Linked DNA regions of Bicyclus anynana: region 1 is linked to region 2. The links are chromatin contacts, called in public Hi-C maps. All regions are on one chromosome and are shown on one strand. Each heading gives the region's core, a stretch centred on a gene start, on an enhancer-like site or on the middle of the called end of the contact. The rest is flanking DNA. Distances are from core to core; before and after follow the strand shown.

The links. A called contact is a pair of places that touch in the nucleus more often than the background predicts.
Region 1: a contact with region 2 is called in a Hi-C map of whole larva, with 6 times the contacts expected there. The contact joins two enhancer-like sites. A contact is called at or near these places in 2 of 2 Hi-C or Micro-C datasets (whole body and whole larva).

Annotation. Positions count from the first base shown.
Region 1 is chr7:1,525,356-1,530,099 of ilBicAnyn1.1, forward strand. The region is part of intron 1 of LOC112047339 (four and a half LIM domains protein 2); the gene reads right to left. Among protein-coding and RNA genes, the nearest start is that of LOC112047341, 29 kb to the right of the region's middle. Within about 2 kb of position 1,991, at least 6 of the 8 cell types and tissues checked have open chromatin away from gene starts, as enhancers often do.
Region 2 is chr7:1,466,476-1,471,143 of ilBicAnyn1.1, forward strand. LOC112047339 (four and a half LIM domains protein 2) reads right to left here. Exons shown (of 12, transcript XM_052882721.1): 3 at 4,468-4,615; 4 at 3,191-3,404; 5 at 2,551-2,654; 6 at 2,222-2,365. Among protein-coding and RNA genes, the nearest start is that of LOC128198288, 30 kb to the left of the region's middle. Within about 2 kb of position 3,331, at least 8 of the 8 cell types and tissues checked have open chromatin away from gene starts, as enhancers often do.

The DNA.
Region 1 (4,744 bases), core at 741-3,240, 58 kb after region 2:
ACAGTTTATCTTCCTCTGAATCACATTCACTATAACTGTCAGACGTGGACTCACTTTCGCGTTTTTGACCAAATAATTTGAATATGCCACGTTTTTCAACCCAAGATTCTGTCACTTCTTCTCTGAAGCTATTGGCTTTCTTTTGCTTCTTGTGAATTTTGAAAGGCACTTGTTTAAATCTTGGATGTGTTATGCACGGTTTTGCTTTTACTGTTCTTTTGTACAATTTCTCATAATCTTCCTCCGTGACCCCGCAATGATACAGAAGGTAGTCCTTTCTAATTTGTTCTCTTCCACCTAGATCTCTCCAACACGTTTCTTTCTCTTTGACTCCTAAGTAATAGTCTAAGTCTCTCTCTCCTAGATCACAACAATCATCGTCTTCACCTACTTCATCATTGTTTACTCCAGGTTGTTCGTTTGCCAGATTGTCCTCCACTATTCTAGCTAATAGATTATATTTCCGTGTATTCGGCATTTTTTTTAACAAGCTCGCTGTGTTAGTCGTTAAGAATTTGGTTGTTTTTCTGTAAACTGATGCGACGGATTCTCTTCTACGTTTCAGGTTGTACATGTTTATTCTATTCAGTTTACTCAGAGTAAAAAATGCCTTTATTACTAGCAAAACACTTTCCCAATTCATTTCAGTCTAGATTCCTTTTTAATTGACATAGTCACTTTATTTAATTGACAAAATTTTTCAGTTCCTTAAATTGTTTATACGAATTTTAATTGAAAGCAATTTTCAACTTTTTTTTTGTTTAGTGTGCAAATCTAAAACTTCTTTAAAAGAATATTTAGTTTACACACACAAACGTACTTGGTACCTACGTCATCTTAAAACAACATCCAAACCTAAACGGACTTTATGGAATAGATTGACATTATTACTTAGTAAGTAAAAACACGTTTTATTTATATTTATTAAGTGTTTCGATGTGTACAAATGTGAGACAATCCGAACACTGCACCATTACATCTATGTAAACTTCTTCCTGACACACGTTATTACGACTAATAACACAAACAAAAGGAAGTTTCGGAGGGTAGTTCGTGTTGCGGTGGTCGCGTCGGACTAGCGCCTTTTTATATTGTTACGATTCAATTGCGAAAGTGACGTGATAATGGTCACCTGTCTGTGGGCGTACGGGCTTTACACGACAATTATACGTCGACCCCCAATCACTAGCGATCTTAGCGGAATTGCAAAGAAAAGAATAGGTCTCGCCATAGTGGTTGAACCAGTGGGTGTGGAGACTTTACGATCATGCAAACAATAGGGCTAAATGGTGTCTATCGTAAATGGCTTGACAAATTGCAACACCCTCGGGCAGAATTGCTTGTTAAGTCCCTTGTTAGTGGTGGCGATTTGTTGTTGTCGTTCCTATTTCTGACCACTTAATAAAAAAAAAACAGTCAAAACAACGATGTCAACTTCCTAGACTAAACTTAATTAGGTAGTAGCCCAGGATCCGTGGAGCATTTTTACAATTGATTACTATCAATTTAATTTTCCGTGAGTATATAATAAGGCAATAAAAATTTCTGAGCGTCAGAAGTAGGTAATGTATTACGCAATTCGTAGGGCATTGACGCATTGTGGTTGCTAAGTTGTATAACTATTAATTAAGCAACTGTAAAAAATATCTGGTTAGTAAAGAAGAATCAAGAATTTTCGTAAATAAAAAAGTTGAGCGTCTCATCAAGATGAAGCTAATCACGGAAAATTAACTTGATATTAATCAATAGTAAAAATGCTCCACTGATCCTAGACTATAGGCACGCATTCATTTAGACAATTTGTAAAATTAAATTGAATGGTAGTAAAGTAATTCTTAAATGATGTTTTAGCGTTTTACTAATAAATGTTGTAGCTAATAGATTTATCGTAACCAATTTTTAATTAAAGTTCTTCATCATTCAGAAGATTTTAAAATTTGGTGCTGCCATCTACGTGTACCCTAGTGAACTATCTCAGTTGTCACAAATGGAAGGTTTGTTTCGAAGTTACAAATTTATGAATGAACCATAACTTTGTTCCGCCATCTAGTGGTGAGTAGTAACAATTCATACTTTTTAAAAATTATTTTAATTTCTTTTTGATCGTCTGAGTGTTTTGAACTTCTGAAATTGATTATTAAACTTCAGTCTACATATATATACCTTTTTAAAATACCCTGCCTGCTACCTACCTGCTAAATTAGAATGACGGACAAAGTTACTGAAATAACTAAACAAGTAGCAAAACTAAAGTTATAATTGGCGGGATACATATTTCTTGTTTTCAGTTGGTCGATCCTTCCTCCACTATGATAGACTTTTTTTTTATTGTAGGAGGATATCCTCATAGATGAAATCCAGGTATCCTGGATGACTATGTCTGACTTCACCGTTGAGTATTTGATACTCGGTGCCCTACTACTAAAACTTCCTACATTCGCCGACCGTCCTTCTCGGTACCGATGTAAACATTACTTCGGTTTAACATTATTACTTTTTTGGGATTATGAAGTCGGATCAATTTGTTTGTTAAAAATATTTTATTTTTCTGTTTTTAGTGTGTCTTAGACTCCTAGCATTTAATTTTCATAGAAATTGGTTTAGTAATTTTGGGTTAAAATGAAAATAATGAAATGACCCGTACTATGGCGCTTGGCAGTCACGGTACGGGAAATTTCGTTATTGTCATTTTAACACAAAATTACTAAAGCGATTTTCATGAAAATTAAATGGGACCAATCTGGAAGAATTTTTAACATACGCTTTGAATTGAGAACCTCCTCCTTTTTTTGAAGTCGGTTAAAAAGTGACACAAGAAGCCGCTGGTTACAAGTCTGAACGTACATTGGCTGATGTGAAGATAATGATGATGATGACCGCGCCTTGCCAGATATGCTCCGGCCCTAATTAGCAGTCATTATCATTATCTCGAGCCGTGATAGCCCAGTGGATATGACCTTTACCTTCGATTTGAAAGGCCTAGGTACAAATCCGGTCCGGGGCACGCACTTCCAACTTTTCAGTAATGTGCATTTTAAGAAATTAAATATCACGTATCTCAAACGGTGAAGGAAAAATATCGTGAGAAAACCTGCACACCAGAGAATTTTCTTAAATCTCTACGTGTGTGAAGTCTGCCAATCCGCATTAGGCCAGTGTGGTGGACTATTGGCCTAACCCCTCTCGTTGTGAGAGGAGACCCGTGCTCAACAGTGAGCCGAAAGTGAGTTGCTAATCTTGATGATCATTATCTCTGATGGATTATCTCCGTCCAGTGCTCTTGTGCCGACTTCCAAATACCACGGCCTTAGCCGGCATCCAATGCCTCCCTTTTTTTTCTAATAGTGTATGTAGGCTAGGCCGTAGGCTCCTTATGGGACCTCAGCGGCGTCACCGAGGGGTAAATGGCTCCCTGCAGCCTGCTTAATGATATAAGTCCACCTAGAGGGGTCAATATTTCATCACCTTGGCCACAGCCTTGGCATTCGAACCATCGATCGCTTCGAACTATGTACCACGGCCCATTGCAACTTCATTGCAACTGTTTCGGTTACTTTGTTTTTTTTTTGTATTTCATCACCAATTCGATCACGATATCGATGGAGCTGAGATGGATTGATCATCTTTGAGTCCAAAATTCCTCATTAGGTATCTGAAGATGAAAATTTTCGAACAGTGCGTGTTGCCAGTGATGACTTACGGATCCGAGATTTGGGCGCTAACTTCGGCCCTCATAAGAAGGCTCCAAGTCTGCGGGCGATGGAGCGAGCTCGGAGTTTCTCTGCGTGATCGAATCAGAAATGAGGAGATCCGCAAAAGAACACTAAGTCACCGACATAGCTCAGCTAGTCGCGAAGCAGAAGTGGAAATTCGCAACGCACAGATCAAAGAGCCGATGAACGTTAAGGTCCCAAGGAGCTGGAATGGCGACCCCGCACCGAAAAGTGCAGTGTTGGTCGACCCCCAACTAGGTGGACTGAGGACATCAAGCGGGTTGCAGGGAGCCGCTGGATGCTCGCGGCTCGAGATCGTTTTGTTTGGAAGTCCATACAAGAGGCCAATGTCCATGATGATGATGATGGTGATGATTATGATCGATTAAATTCGCAATTCCGAGCCTGCTTCATCAGTGAATTGGAGTCTTCTTATGATGCCCATATCTAGTTAGTTAACTACTCGTAATTGGGGGTATCAATTGAAAATCAAAATAATGACATCAGCATATTAAAACAGCTTTGTTTGCAGAATGAGTAATGTACGCGAGGTCGACCGCTCTAGGAGCACGCTGTATATACTTGTTTCAAGCTGAAAACATATGTTTTTTCCATTCATTACACTTTACAAACAAAATTACTCATATCGCAGCTTGCGTAATATAATCGGTGTGGTTCATGTCATAGGAAATAGCGTTTTTGTAAGCCTTACAGAAAATAGTAGATGTGTGTTTGTCTGCGTATTGTCAGCAATGATGTTAAATATTGATAGATGTGTTACTAGGTCATGAAAAATGAGGCGCTCAAAAGAGGAAATTTCCTCATTTTATGTTAGTTGTGTCAACAACGAACGTTACTTATACAAATGATAGCTAATATCGTACAAAAGTCGAGTTATGTGTTCAGGAAGTGTACATATACAATAAATAAATATAATAATGCCTCCGATTCCGGAGGGTGTGGGTTCGAATCCGGCGCATGCACCTCCAACTTTTCAGTTGCGTGCATTTTAAAAAATTAAATATCATGTG
Region 2 (4,668 bases), core at 2,081-4,580:
CTTTTTACTATACTAAAAATACCGTATCTAGTCACTAGATGGCGCTATCACATTCGTTCCGAAAAAAGTTCGAGTAGCCTATCTATTTCCAATAATACACTGTAATCTTTGATTGTCGCTTCCATGCTCACAGTGAGGTCGTGTCAATGTTTGTTCCATATCATCATTACTTATTTGTTTCGTTTGCAATTGTTAGTCTTGTTATTTATTTGTTGTTTGGTTGTTATATTATTGCTGATTGCTGAGTAGTGTATGACTAACAATAATATAACTAACCGAAAATTCCGACTTTCAGATGGGTGGATTTTAGGTTGAATTTCATATGGATTGATTTATTTATTAGGTATATTAAAAATATAAAAAAAAAATATTATGAAAAAATACAACCGACTTCAAAATGTTAATGTACCCACGAAACTAAAAAGGGAAAGATAACATTATTATATTTTCTACTTATTGGTCATTTTGAAGTCGCTGCCAAGCCCGTCTGATGTTGACTTAAGTCGTTACTGAAAAAAACACATGACAGACAAAAATAATGTCTGAGAAACAAAAATCTTTACGATAGGGTACACCTTGAATTAATAGATTGAATACACTGGCTTGGCAGAAAATATAATGATATTATTTTTCCCTTTTTTAATTTCGTGGGTACGTTAATATTTTGAAGTCGGTTGTATATATTTTTTTAAATCATTATTTGTTTTTTCTCAATTAGGTCTTTCAACTATTTTAAAATCAAAAATCTCCATTTAAAATTGCCACTGACTTTATGAAAAAATATTCGTATGCGGAAATAATGTCGCTGCTATGTCCAACGTTTTCATGTATGTAGATTTACTTCTTCTCCATGGAGTATAATATATTCTTTGGTGCTGTGTTAATAAAGATACACATTTATTTTATTTATAAGCCACAAAGGACACAAATATTAAAATTAAAAAATATGTACATAATTATCGACAAGTTATAATTTCATGTATCTTTCCCGTCTCTTCAATTCATAGACAATCTAGCATTACGAAATGTCAAATTCGCAACATTTTCGTTAATCTGTAGAAATAAAACTTGTTGTGATTTCGTTTTTAGTGAAATAAATGTGATATAATAGTTAATTACAAGCAGTTTTTATGTAATTCACGGTGTGCGCGTTAAATGAAGTGATGTGTATATAAATGATTTAGTTTAAACGGACGGTTTGTGAGAAATATGTGAATGTCGTGACGACGGATCTTTGTTTACCTTTTTTGCCATGTAAGGAAAAAAATGGTATAGAGATGTTTGTTATTCGTTCCACCACTGAAACGAACTTGAATATTCTTTCACCAATGGACAACTACATTATTGGCGAGTAGCATGTGCTACATTACATCCCCGTATTCCTACAGTGACAGGAACTATACGGTTGAAACCCCAGGGCATCTTATACTACGAGTACATAAGCACTTGTCGTTTGTATGGAATAATACAAAAGCGTCCAAGTGACAATACCTACAAGGTAAATACATGCTCGTATTATTAATTACTCGTTGTATGAGTCAGGAGTTGATTCCGCTATTTGGCGCTTAGACAATCATGTGATAAGTAGGTAACCTAACTACCTACCTAATTATAATACATATTTGTTATGACACTAAACTTCAAGTCTACCATGAGATGCCAAAAAATATGAATAATATGTACTAAAATACAGCGATGGCTAGATCTTCCTCTTTTTATAAAAGTTCATACTTCCATAGATAAGTATGGTAGGGATGATGACAGTTTTTTAAATTGTATATAAATTAAGAGAATGCTAATAGTAAAGCAAAGTATCTGCGATCATTACTTTCGGAGCTACAGGGATTTAAAGGGTCAGATTTGCGGCGCTGCTGATTAAAGCCGCGGGTATTTTCTAGTAAAATACATGTAAACTGTACGTAAACTTAGTGATAAAGACGTCTGAAATTGTCTACATTAACCTTAAAAAAATTTAAATATTATAGACAGAAATTCTCCTTCCGATAACGCCATTACCGCAGATAGGTACATAAAGTTTTTTCAACTCTATGTTACTCTACTATAGAAGCTCCATACTCCTTGTAGATGTAGCTATAAAAAAATATCTTAAAGGTAGTATTTTCCAATGTGTTTCAAAACTAAGTGACTATAAGCTGAGGTTAAGCACTTTTGTAAAACTTTCAGTACTTGAACAGTTTTCAGAAAACTATCTAGAACTTACCTCATCACAGGAGTGGCACCTCGGCTTCAACCTCTCTCCATAGTGTCGGACACAGTACAGGTGTCCATCCAAGGCACAGTAAGAAAGCTCCACCAGGAGTTCGTCGCATTCGGAGCATGTAAAGCACGCTGGGTGATAGAATGCCTAAAAAAAAAAAAAAAAGTATAGCGCCATCTAGTGTCGAGTAGCAGAACTAAAAATCGTATTTTTGTAGTGAACGCCATCTAGTATCAAGGTGCAGACCTAATAATAATCATGTAGCAAAGCTTCAATTTATCCATAGATGGCGCTCATAGTTTAGTGCACAATATTTAAGCAATATTACCTACCTCTTCACTAATTCTTGGAGCCTGAATAGCAATGTTTCCATTACGAATAGCTTTATTGCATCCTATACACTCCACGGACGGACCATGATGTTGACAGGCATTTCCTGTAATAAAATTTACAATATTTTAAAGAAACATTTTAATTAATATTATTCATTCTAGTTATACAACTAAGATATTAAAACATACATATTAAGTTAACAAAAAGGACCGTACCTACTGTGTAACTTGGTTTTTGAGTATATGAAGATTGTAGGTATACCTAAGTATGGAGATGGATATTAAAGTCAATATTGTCACTAACTTTAAAACTATTTAAAATAAATATTTGTAATATATCTAGTAAAAACAAAAAAAAATACTTGGCTCACTAATAAGACAAGCAGGTCATCTCTTCCCAGATGAGAATCCAGGTACGAGCCTCGAGACTTAGTTATCTTTTAAAGAAAACATTTTTAACGGGTAAGGGTAAGGGTCATGTTCTTCAAACCCCTTATGAGGCTTGCGACCTTCTTGGGTCGTCTTGGGTGTCACACCAGGTACTCGGTGCGTACTAATAGTGCTCGCTATCCTGCGCTACGCGGAAATAAGACAATTGTATATTCAACTACTGTACGCTAGATGGCGCTGTACAACATACCGATATCTAACGCAATCTCATTACGGGCGGCTACGAAGTCCTCAAACTGTTTCCTATGAGGCTCATCTATGTTATTGCACTGCGTCAGAGACAGATCCTGCCTGGGCAACTGGTAGGCCAAGGCTCTGGTCCTCCAAGCGCGCCAAGCGGCCGGCCCAGTGGCGCCACCTACGTTAGGCGCCCGCTCGGCCAAGGCAGCCCAATATAGTTCGGTCTGCGAAAGATTAAATTAATTACAGTCAGTGATGCTTTGAAATATGCTGTAAATTTAGAAATTTAGACGTTAATTTATATGGTGTTTAGCTTAAAATACATTCGGTATAAGCAAAGTTTAGTACGGAGTTTCAATGATTTAGGTGTATGAATTAGTCTGATCTAAAACACTGGGTCAGTACAAAATACATAACTGTATGTATGTACTTTTAAAGTGTGTATTAAATTATAGTAAATTAATTACCTAATTATTATTTAATTGCACACTGCAGTTTGATTTATTATTTACGGTATATTATGAAAGACTTCATTATTAAACTATTAATTACGCTATAAAATATAATGAACCTATAAAATACCGTCTATGCTTAGTAAGTTTTTATGACTTTCAAAAGTGTTAAGCGATCTTAACTGAAATATGTTTATTCGTTAATGTGTTTTTATAGTAATAGTTGCCGAGACATGCAGATGGCCTGATGTTTATGGTCTAGTTGTAATTTTATGTTATCTGTGTTTCTAACAGAAAAACACTTTGCTTGCAAGTTGCCATGTGCTCATCAACCTGAAAACAACTTGTTCCTGTGTCTACTTGTCATGAATTAAATGGGTTTTGATTTTTGAGTTTGAGTACCTAAAATACCCAATCTCTCCTGACCTGCTTGACTAAATTATACTTATAATTAACAATAACAACATTTTACTAATGGAAGAACAGTGTTTAAAATTAAGTTTTTAAAAAAATTAGGAAACGCACTGGCCACCCCTATGATTTTCTTTCTTTTTTTTTCTTTGATTTGTCCATTGTAATTTTTTACTATTTTTATTATGCCCGCTGTTATATTTTTGTGCTTTTATGTTATGTGTGTTATAACAGAAAAACACAGTGCAGTGCTTGCAAGTTGCCCTGTGCTCATCAACCTGAGAACAACTTGTTCCAATGTATACCTATCATTACAATGATTACATGGGTTCTTCTTCTTCCTTCTGGGCCGTTTCCGCACTTGGTCATTACATGGGTTTTGATTTTTGAGTTGGAATACCTAAAATACCCAATCTCCCCTGACCTGCTTGGCAGTGAGTCCGGGCGGGCTGTTGTCGTAGGCGATGTGTCCCCGGGTCTCGCGCAGGCCCAGCCGGTCGCGTACGGAGCCCAGCTCCTCGTGGTACACGGAGTGCTGGAGCCGGTCGCAGCCGCATGACTTGCAGGTCTTCCTGTAAACAAGATAATGTTTCCTTTAGTCATCAATCAATCAATCAATCAATCA